2 separate regions of the Macaca fascicularis genome follow, and region 2 is linked to region 1. A link is a contact called in public Hi-C data. All regions are on one chromosome and are shown on one strand. Each heading gives the region's core, a stretch centred on a gene start, on an enhancer-like site or on the middle of the called end of the contact. The rest is flanking DNA. Distances are from core to core; before and after follow the strand shown. Region 1 holds the start of SRP14 (signal recognition particle 14). Region 2 holds the start of ANKRD63 (ankyrin repeat domain 63).

Evidence for each region. A called contact is a pair of places that touch in the nucleus more often than the background predicts.
Region 2: a Hi-C map of liver shows a contact between it and region 1, with 2.7 times the contacts expected there. The contact joins the promoter of ANKRD63 here to the promoter of SRP14 in region 1. A contact is called at or near these places in 2 of 2 Hi-C or Micro-C datasets (liver and skeletal muscle).

The regions. Positions count from the first base shown.
Region 1 is chr7:16,540,926-16,544,650 of T2T-MFA8v1.1, reverse strand. It overlaps SRP14 (signal recognition particle 14), which reads left to right and starts at 1,587. Exons shown (of 5, transcript XM_045395283.1): 1 at 1,587-1,663; 2 at 1,811-1,883; 3 at 2,363-2,475; 4 at 3,691-3,723. The coding sequence starts at 1,640.
Region 2 is chr7:16,777,586-16,781,310 of T2T-MFA8v1.1, reverse strand. It overlaps ANKRD63 (ankyrin repeat domain 63), which reads left to right and starts at 1,960. Exons shown (of 1, transcript XM_045395286.3): 1 at 1,960-3,725. The coding sequence starts at 2,435. The coding sequence ends at 3,583.

The sequences.
Region 1 (3,725 bases), core at 338-2,837:
TCAGAGAGTGAACATATTTAAGCCATTAAGTTTGTGAATCTCCTAACTGGGCTCCCCATTTCCTGCCTTGTCTCTCTACAGTGTCTTCACAACCCAGACAGGGCCATCTTTAAAAAATGGTAAATCCCATTTTCAGTGTTCTCTTGAAAACTTCCTTAACAAGAGTCTTCTCTTTGTATCTAGAACAAAATCCAAATTTACCATGGTCACAGGCCCTACATAATCTGGTTCCCAGCTACCTCTCCATACTCCTTCACTCCTTGCTCCACAAGCCCTCCTCACCCCCACCCGCACCTGTCAGTCTTAGACACAGGGCAACTTGTTTCCCCTTTGGGGGTTTTGCTCTAGCCATTCTCTGTGTCTGAAACACTGTGTCCCTAGATCTTTGGATGGCTGGTCCTTTCAGCTTTCAATTCAAAGCTCTCCTCTTCGACGAGAACTCCTCTGACCCCAGCCCAAAGCAGTCCCCTTCCCACTCATTATACAGCCCTGCTTAGCTGTCTTCACAGAGCTCATTATCTGAAGCTGTACTACTTACTTGTTTGCTTCATTGTTTATTTCCTCCCTGCCCCTTTTAACCCAAGTTCCAGGAAACCAGAAACTTAGCTTGTCTTATCCTGCAGCATCCCCAACCTCTACAACAGTGCCTGGCACAGACTGAGAGGCACTCAGCGAAAACCTCTTGTGTGGTAGAATGCTTGACTTTATAGAGGGCCCAGGGTTCAAGCTGGCTACTGGCAGAGAGGGCTTACAACCCAGTTCTCCTGACTAATCAGAGGTAGAACTAAAAACTGGGCTCCAGCCCCTCTTTTTTTTTTTTTTTTTGAGACGGAGGCTCGCTCTGTAGCCCAGGCTGGAGTGCAGCGGCGCGATCTCGGCTTGCAAGCTCCGCCTCCCGGGTTCACGCCATTCAGCCTCCGGAGTAGCTGGGATTACAGGCGCCCGCCACCACCCCCGGCTCTTTTGTATTTTTAGTAGAGACGGGGTTTCACCGTGTTAGCCAGGATGGTCTCAATCTCCTGACCTCGTGATCCGCCCGCCTCGGCCTCCCAAAGTGCTGGGATTACAGGCGTGAGCCACCGCGCCCGGCCCAGCCCCTCTGGCTACAGCTAAAGGGCAGCGTTTAGGGAGAATTTAAAGGATCTACAGGAACTTATAATGATGACAATAATTAAAAGAACAACAGCTGATACCTACGGAACACGCTCTATGTGCCAGGCACTGTTCTACGTATTTAATCTGAGTTTCATTTACGCTTCACGACCACACTGCGAAGTAGATACTATCATTACCCTCACTTTATGGATAAGGAAACTGAGTCACTGAATTGTTAGGTAACCTGCCCAGCATACAGCTGAACATAAACTATACGCTGCTATCAAAACTTTCTTTTGCTCTCACTCCCTCACCCTGGCTGGGGTGAGAAGTTCTCTCTCAAGCGACGGCCCAGGACAGCCCCAACGCCTCCAGGTCACTGGCCCCCGGACGTCCCAGGGCGCCGGCCAGGATTGGTGGAAGAGAAGAGATTGGTGGAAGACAATGGAAGCGTAGTAGCGGAAGTCCCGCCCAGCCTAGGCCGAACTTCCGGCTCTCACTGCTAGGGGCTTCAGCGGAGGGAGTGGAGCGAAGCGTCGCCGCGATGGTGTTGTTGGAGAGCGAGCAGGTATGGCTAGGCCTGGCCGGCAGAGAGACGGGGGCGGCTCAGGCTTTGGTCGAGACCTCTGCCTCCTTCTGCGGGAGGACCAGGGCCTTGACGCGGCGGGGCGAGGATTTGGGGCTGGCTAACGGGGCCGGGCCTGTTGTTTTTCAGTTCCTGACGGAGCTGACCAGACTTTTCCAGAAGTGCCGGACGTCGGGCAGCGTCTATATCACCTTGAAGAAGTGTAAGCAGCGGGAGGGGAGCCGGGCGATGCTCCCCGGGTGCCCGGTGTCTGGGAGCCACCGGAGTCTGTCTGCCGCGGACCGCCGCCTTCCTCTACCGTCCGTCACTCTGTACTGGGCACATTCGGGGCTTCGGGCCTGGAAAATGATGGGGATTGTAGCGGGCGCAGTCCCCAGCGCTGAGCCGCCTAGGTTGCTTCTGGTAACAATGGGTCCCAAGCAGCCCAGGGCTCTTTGTCAGGGATCCCAAACGCCGCCACTTTGAGTGGGAGTTAACGTGCTTCGCTATTCCATGTTTCCGTCGTGGAAATAATAGTTTCTCCAGGGTTTCGCCAGACCGTGGTAGCAGACGAGGTGTTTAACAGAACTAGAGCAGCGGGGCTGGATTAGGTCATCACTTACCCCCTCCTCTGTTTTAACTGTTTGTCTGCCGCTCAGCCACGTATGCGGCCGTGTTCACCAGGATGCATTTTTCCTTCAGATGACGGTCGAACCAAACCCATTCCAAAGAAAGGTACTGTGGAGGGCTTTGAGCCCGCAGACAACAAGTGTCTGTTAAGAGCTACCGATGGGAAAAAGAAGATCAGCACTGTGGTGAGCTGAGTTCCTAAGGCTATCTTTTGAAATGTAAACACTCGAATTGAAGAGAGGATGGGGCGTTTCTGAACCAGGCTTTAATTTACTTTTCCCTTTTGCCCTGTGTGGCTATTTCTGAGACCAGGACCTTCCTATACTTCAGTAGTAGAAAACTCAAGAATAAAATAAAATGAAGAAGGTAGAGGTCAAACAGTCGTTAGTTCTGCTAAAATTTTTGCGGAAATGAATGAAAGTAGCGTATTCGTCCTTATTCGTAGTACTGTAAGGAGCCGTTGGCGTAAGTATTTGATTCCTTAGCCCCTTACTGTGTTGGGCCTTCAGTAAGCAGTTTCTTGGCACCAGGTGATGCTATTATTTCCTTATCTTTGTGGTTCACATGGCGAATGTGCAGCTAAATGTTAGGTTTCACACTTGAGAAAATATGCATTTTAGTCAAGAGCCCTAGTCTTTCCTTTCAGTGGAGGTTGAATAATGCAAAGGAAGAGTCTTCTTGAGTTGAGTGAATACTACTTTATTCTGCTGTGGCAGAACCAGACTTACTCTCTAATCACATTAGTGTAGGATACTGACTGCATGAAAATGTAGACTAGACTTAGTTGGTAAGCCTCCCGTGACAAGTTATCTTGAGAGGACTTTTACAGTAAAACAAGCTTATGTGGTTTTTACAAATAAAGTTAGATATCATGAAATAACGAAAACCTAAGGAGTCTTCTTCAGAGGTAGTATTTTGTGGTAGCTTGCATTGTGCTTAAATATGCTTGAATTAATGGAAGGCAGGTTTAAAAATAAGATGGGAAGGGAGTAGTTTAAATATATCTTATATTAATGTATAAAAAATTAATACTGAGAAGTCCTCTGACTTTTCTCAGAACCCAGGGAGAACACTCAGTGCCACCTTTCTAAGGGATTTCAAGAGGTGAGAAACAAAGCTTTTTTTTTTTTTTTTTTTTTTTTTGAAGGAGCCTACTGCCTTTCACCTCTTGGTGCAATTCTCATGTGGAAAAAGATGTAGAGCTCCTTTTCTTGTTCTCTAGGCAGAGGAAAGCAGAGTAGAAAAGTAACCATTCATGTATTACGAACCCCTGAAGTTGGGAAGAAGTATTTTAAAGATAAGGATGTTGTCTTTCAGAGGCTTTTGAGATACTGTCTGGGGTGGAGAAGAGGATGCTTATATGGATAATAGGTGTGACCTCTTTTTTCCTTCTCTTTCAGGTGAGCTCCAAGGAAGTGAATAAATTTCAGATGGT
Region 2 (3,725 bases), core at 711-3,210, 240 kb before region 1:
GCCCAGTACCTTTCCCCAGGCATCTGCTACTGCAAAGCATCTGCTCAGGCTGAGAACACCATCATTCTTTCCTTATTTCCCCTCTCTGATAGGAAGGGACCCCTTAAAGCAGCCCTCAATAGTGTCCCCTGAAGGTTTATCCTGCTTCCAAGCCTTTGCCTCCAGAACCCGTTTGGAATTACTTTCTTTTTTTTGAGACAGAGTCTGGCTTTGTCACCCAGGCTGGAGTGCAGTGGCGTGATCTTGGCTCACTGCAACCTCCGCCTCCCAGGTTCAAGCGATTCTCCTGCCTCAGCCTCCCAAGTAGCTGGGACTGCAGGCGCGTGCCACCACACCCAGGTAATTTTTGTATTTTTAGTAGAGATGGGGTTTCACCATGTTGGCCAGGATGGTCTCGATCCCTTGAACTCGTGATCCGCCCGTCTCGGCCTCCCAAAGTGTTGGGATTACAAGCGTGAGCCACTGCACCCGGCCTGGGATTCCTTCCTTGGAAATACCCCAGATCCCGCACATCCTTGAAGTCCTATCTTTAGAAGGCCCCAGAGCCCTCTCTTCCCCGCAACTCCATCTTTTCATCCAAGGACTGTGTTGGTAGGTATTTAGCAGATGTATTCAGCCCTCAGAAGACAACGTCCACTTTTTAAGTCCCAGTGTTGTCTTCTTAAGAGGGGGAACGTCTCGCATCCAGAACCGAGCTTCTGCCTCTCTCTTACCGCTGCCGGCAACAAAATGTGCGGCTCATGAAAAGTCTCAGTCAATTCTGCAGCTGATACCTGCTTCACTCCTTTACAAATACCCATTCCAACCTTACTCACTCCCTCCCCACCACCCACACCCAGGCTCTGATGCGCCCTAACTCCGCTCCGCCCAGGCTTGTGTATCATCCCCCTCCTCCAGGACCGAGGGGGACCTGCTGGCCGGAGGGAGAAGGAGATGCAGTGGCTTCTCTAAGCATCTTACAGCAAATGGAACTTGTGCTCGCCTCCTGTCCTTAGGTGCCAGCCAGTGGTCAGAGCCAGAACCCTGTGGCCTGGGGGTTGTTTTGTGCTCAAGGGAGAAGCGAGGGGCAGGGAACCTCGCATGGGTCCCTAGCTTGTTCCAGGGTGGCGGCGCCAGGGAACTCCTAACATGCCCGGGGCACTCCCGGATCCTAAGGAGCCCCTTCCTGGTTTGGGCGTCTACATTCTGCCCGCTCGGCAGCCACCGGGAGTTGGCACGCGGGTGCGTTGTCGGGGTTGGAGACGTCTGAAATTGGAGAGCGCACTCGGCCCCCACCCCTCGTTCCAGGGAGCGTGTGCGGGAGGAACAACTGTGTGTGAGTGCGTGATTCTCTGCACTTCGAGTAGCAGTTTCCAGCCAGGATGAGCGCCCCCAACCCGCGGGACGTATACCCCCTCCCCCAAGTTACTCCTCATCCGCCTTTCGCTGCCACCCCTAGCTCGCGCGTGGTCTAGTTCTGCGCTCATGGGGTCCCATTTCCTTTCACCCTGGACTGCTGGGGGCAGCTCTCAGTCTTCCCCGACGAGCCCGAGCTCCCGCCAGTTTCTAAGGAGCCGAGGGCACGGACTCGGGTGGGGGCGGAGGGCGGGGAGAGAAGACTGAGACTTTGGGATTGGCCTGGTCGGGTGCATGTGGCCCCCGGCGAGCAGCCCCCGCCCCCGCCCCGCAACCGCCGCCGCATTCCCAGCGGAGCGCGGAGGAGGAGCCGCTCCCCGACTTCGTGGGCCACGAAGGGGTGGGGGTCCGGAGCGGTCTCCCCCGCCCCGTCCGTCTCTGCCCTGACGGGGCAGTCGGCTCCCAGGGCAGCCATTGCCATGGAGACCCCCAAGGCTATAAAGTCAGGTATCCAGGCGGGCGGCAGCTCCCACGCCGCCGAGCCCCCCAAGTAAGGAGCAAGCGCCCCGGCGTGGCCCGGCCCCCGCGAGAGGGGAGGAGGCGGAGGAACGGCGCCAGCAGCTTGAGGAGCGGCGCGCCCCGCCAGGGCTGGAGGCAGGCGTGCACGGCGGGCGCCACCGTCGCTGCGGGGGAGCGGGGGCTGCCCTGGGTGCGGGTGAGTGGCACGGCTCCAAACCACGAGGACTGAGGGGCGCCGGACACGGGGAAAGCGGCGGGAGAGCCGGGAGAGGGTCGAGACTCGGCTGCCGACATCTGGTGGCGGGCCAGGAGCGGAGCCCGGAGTAGCGAGCAATCAACACCTCCAGGCGGGAGGCCCGGGGAAGGAGCGGCGAGACGCCAGGCGTACGGCCCAGCAGCGGCGGGGCAGTCGGAGCCTCCGGGACACCGGAGTAGGAACATCCGGACCGTCGGCTGCAGCCGCCCACGCGCGGAGGGAGAGGTATCACAGCGCGGGCGGAGGCCGGTGCCCCGTGGGGCGCGAGAACAGGGGCGCCCCCGTGCGGAGCTGCCAGGCTGCCCGGGCGCGGCGGTCGGGGCCATGCTCAAACCCAAGGACCTGTGTCCCCGAGCGGGGACGCGCACCTTCCTGGAGGCCATGCAGGCGGGCAAAGTGCACTTGGCCCGCTTCGTGTTGGATGCGCTGGACCGCAGCATCATCGACTGCCGCGCGGAGCAGGGCCGTACGCCGCTCATGGTGGCCGTGGGGCTGCCGGACCCGGCTCTGCGCGCGCGCTTCGTGCGGCTGCTGCTTGAGCAGGGTGCTGCCGTGAACCTGCGGGACGAGCGCGGCCGCACCGCACTCAGTCTGGCGTGCGAGCGAGGCCACCTGGACGCCGTGCAGCTGCTGGTGCAGTTCAGTGGTGACCCCGAGGCGGCCGACTCTGCGGGCAACAGCCCGGTGATGTGGGCGGCGGCCTGCGGCCACGGGGCAGTGCTCGAGTTCCTGGTGCGGTCCTTCCGCCGCCTAGGCCTGCGCCTCGACCGCACCAACCGTGCGGGGCTCACCGCGCTGCAACTGGCTGCCGCCCGCGGCCACGGGACCTGTGTGCAGGCCCTCACCGGGCCCTGGGGCCGCGCCGCCGCCGCAGCCGCGGCCCGGGGCTCCAACTCCGATAGTCCCCCTGGCCACCCCGCCCCCGCGCCCAGCCCCGAGCGTCGACGACCCAGCCCCCGCCGCCTCCCGCGGCCTCTCCTGGCGCGCTTTGCGCGAGCGGCGGGCGGCCACGGCCACGGCGGCGAGGCTGGCTTAGCGGGCAAGAATTCGGGCCGGCACCGGGCGCAGGGCAGTGAACGGCCCGAGCTGGGTCGGAGCATGAGCCTGGCGCTGGGTGCGGTGACCGAGGAGGAGGCGGCCCGCCTGCGGGCTGGGGCCCTGATGGCCCTACCAAACTCGCCCCAGTCTTCGGGGACTGGGCGGTGGCGCTCACAGGAGGTGCTGGAGGGAGCGCCCCCAACCTTAGTGCAAGCCCCCATTGGCCTCAGCCCCCATCCGGAGGGCGGCCCCGGCTCCGGCCGCCTGGGTTTGCGCCGACGCTCCACAGCCCCAGATATCCCCAGCCTGGTCGGTGAGGCGCCAGGGCCCGAGAGTGGCCCGGAGTTAGAGGCCAACGCTCTGCCTGTCTCGGTGCCTGGGCCGAACCCTTGGCAGGCGGGCACCGAGGCTGTGGTGCTGCGTGCTCAGCGGTAAACGGCGCCAAGGCCCGAGGCCTGCTTCCCCCACCCTCCCGTTTTTACTCCACTGGTATTTCTTCCTTATAGGTCCCTCACCTTTTCGGCAGCCGCCCCCCGCAGCCCATTTTGGAACCTGCCTCTCTGCCAAGGCGAGACCT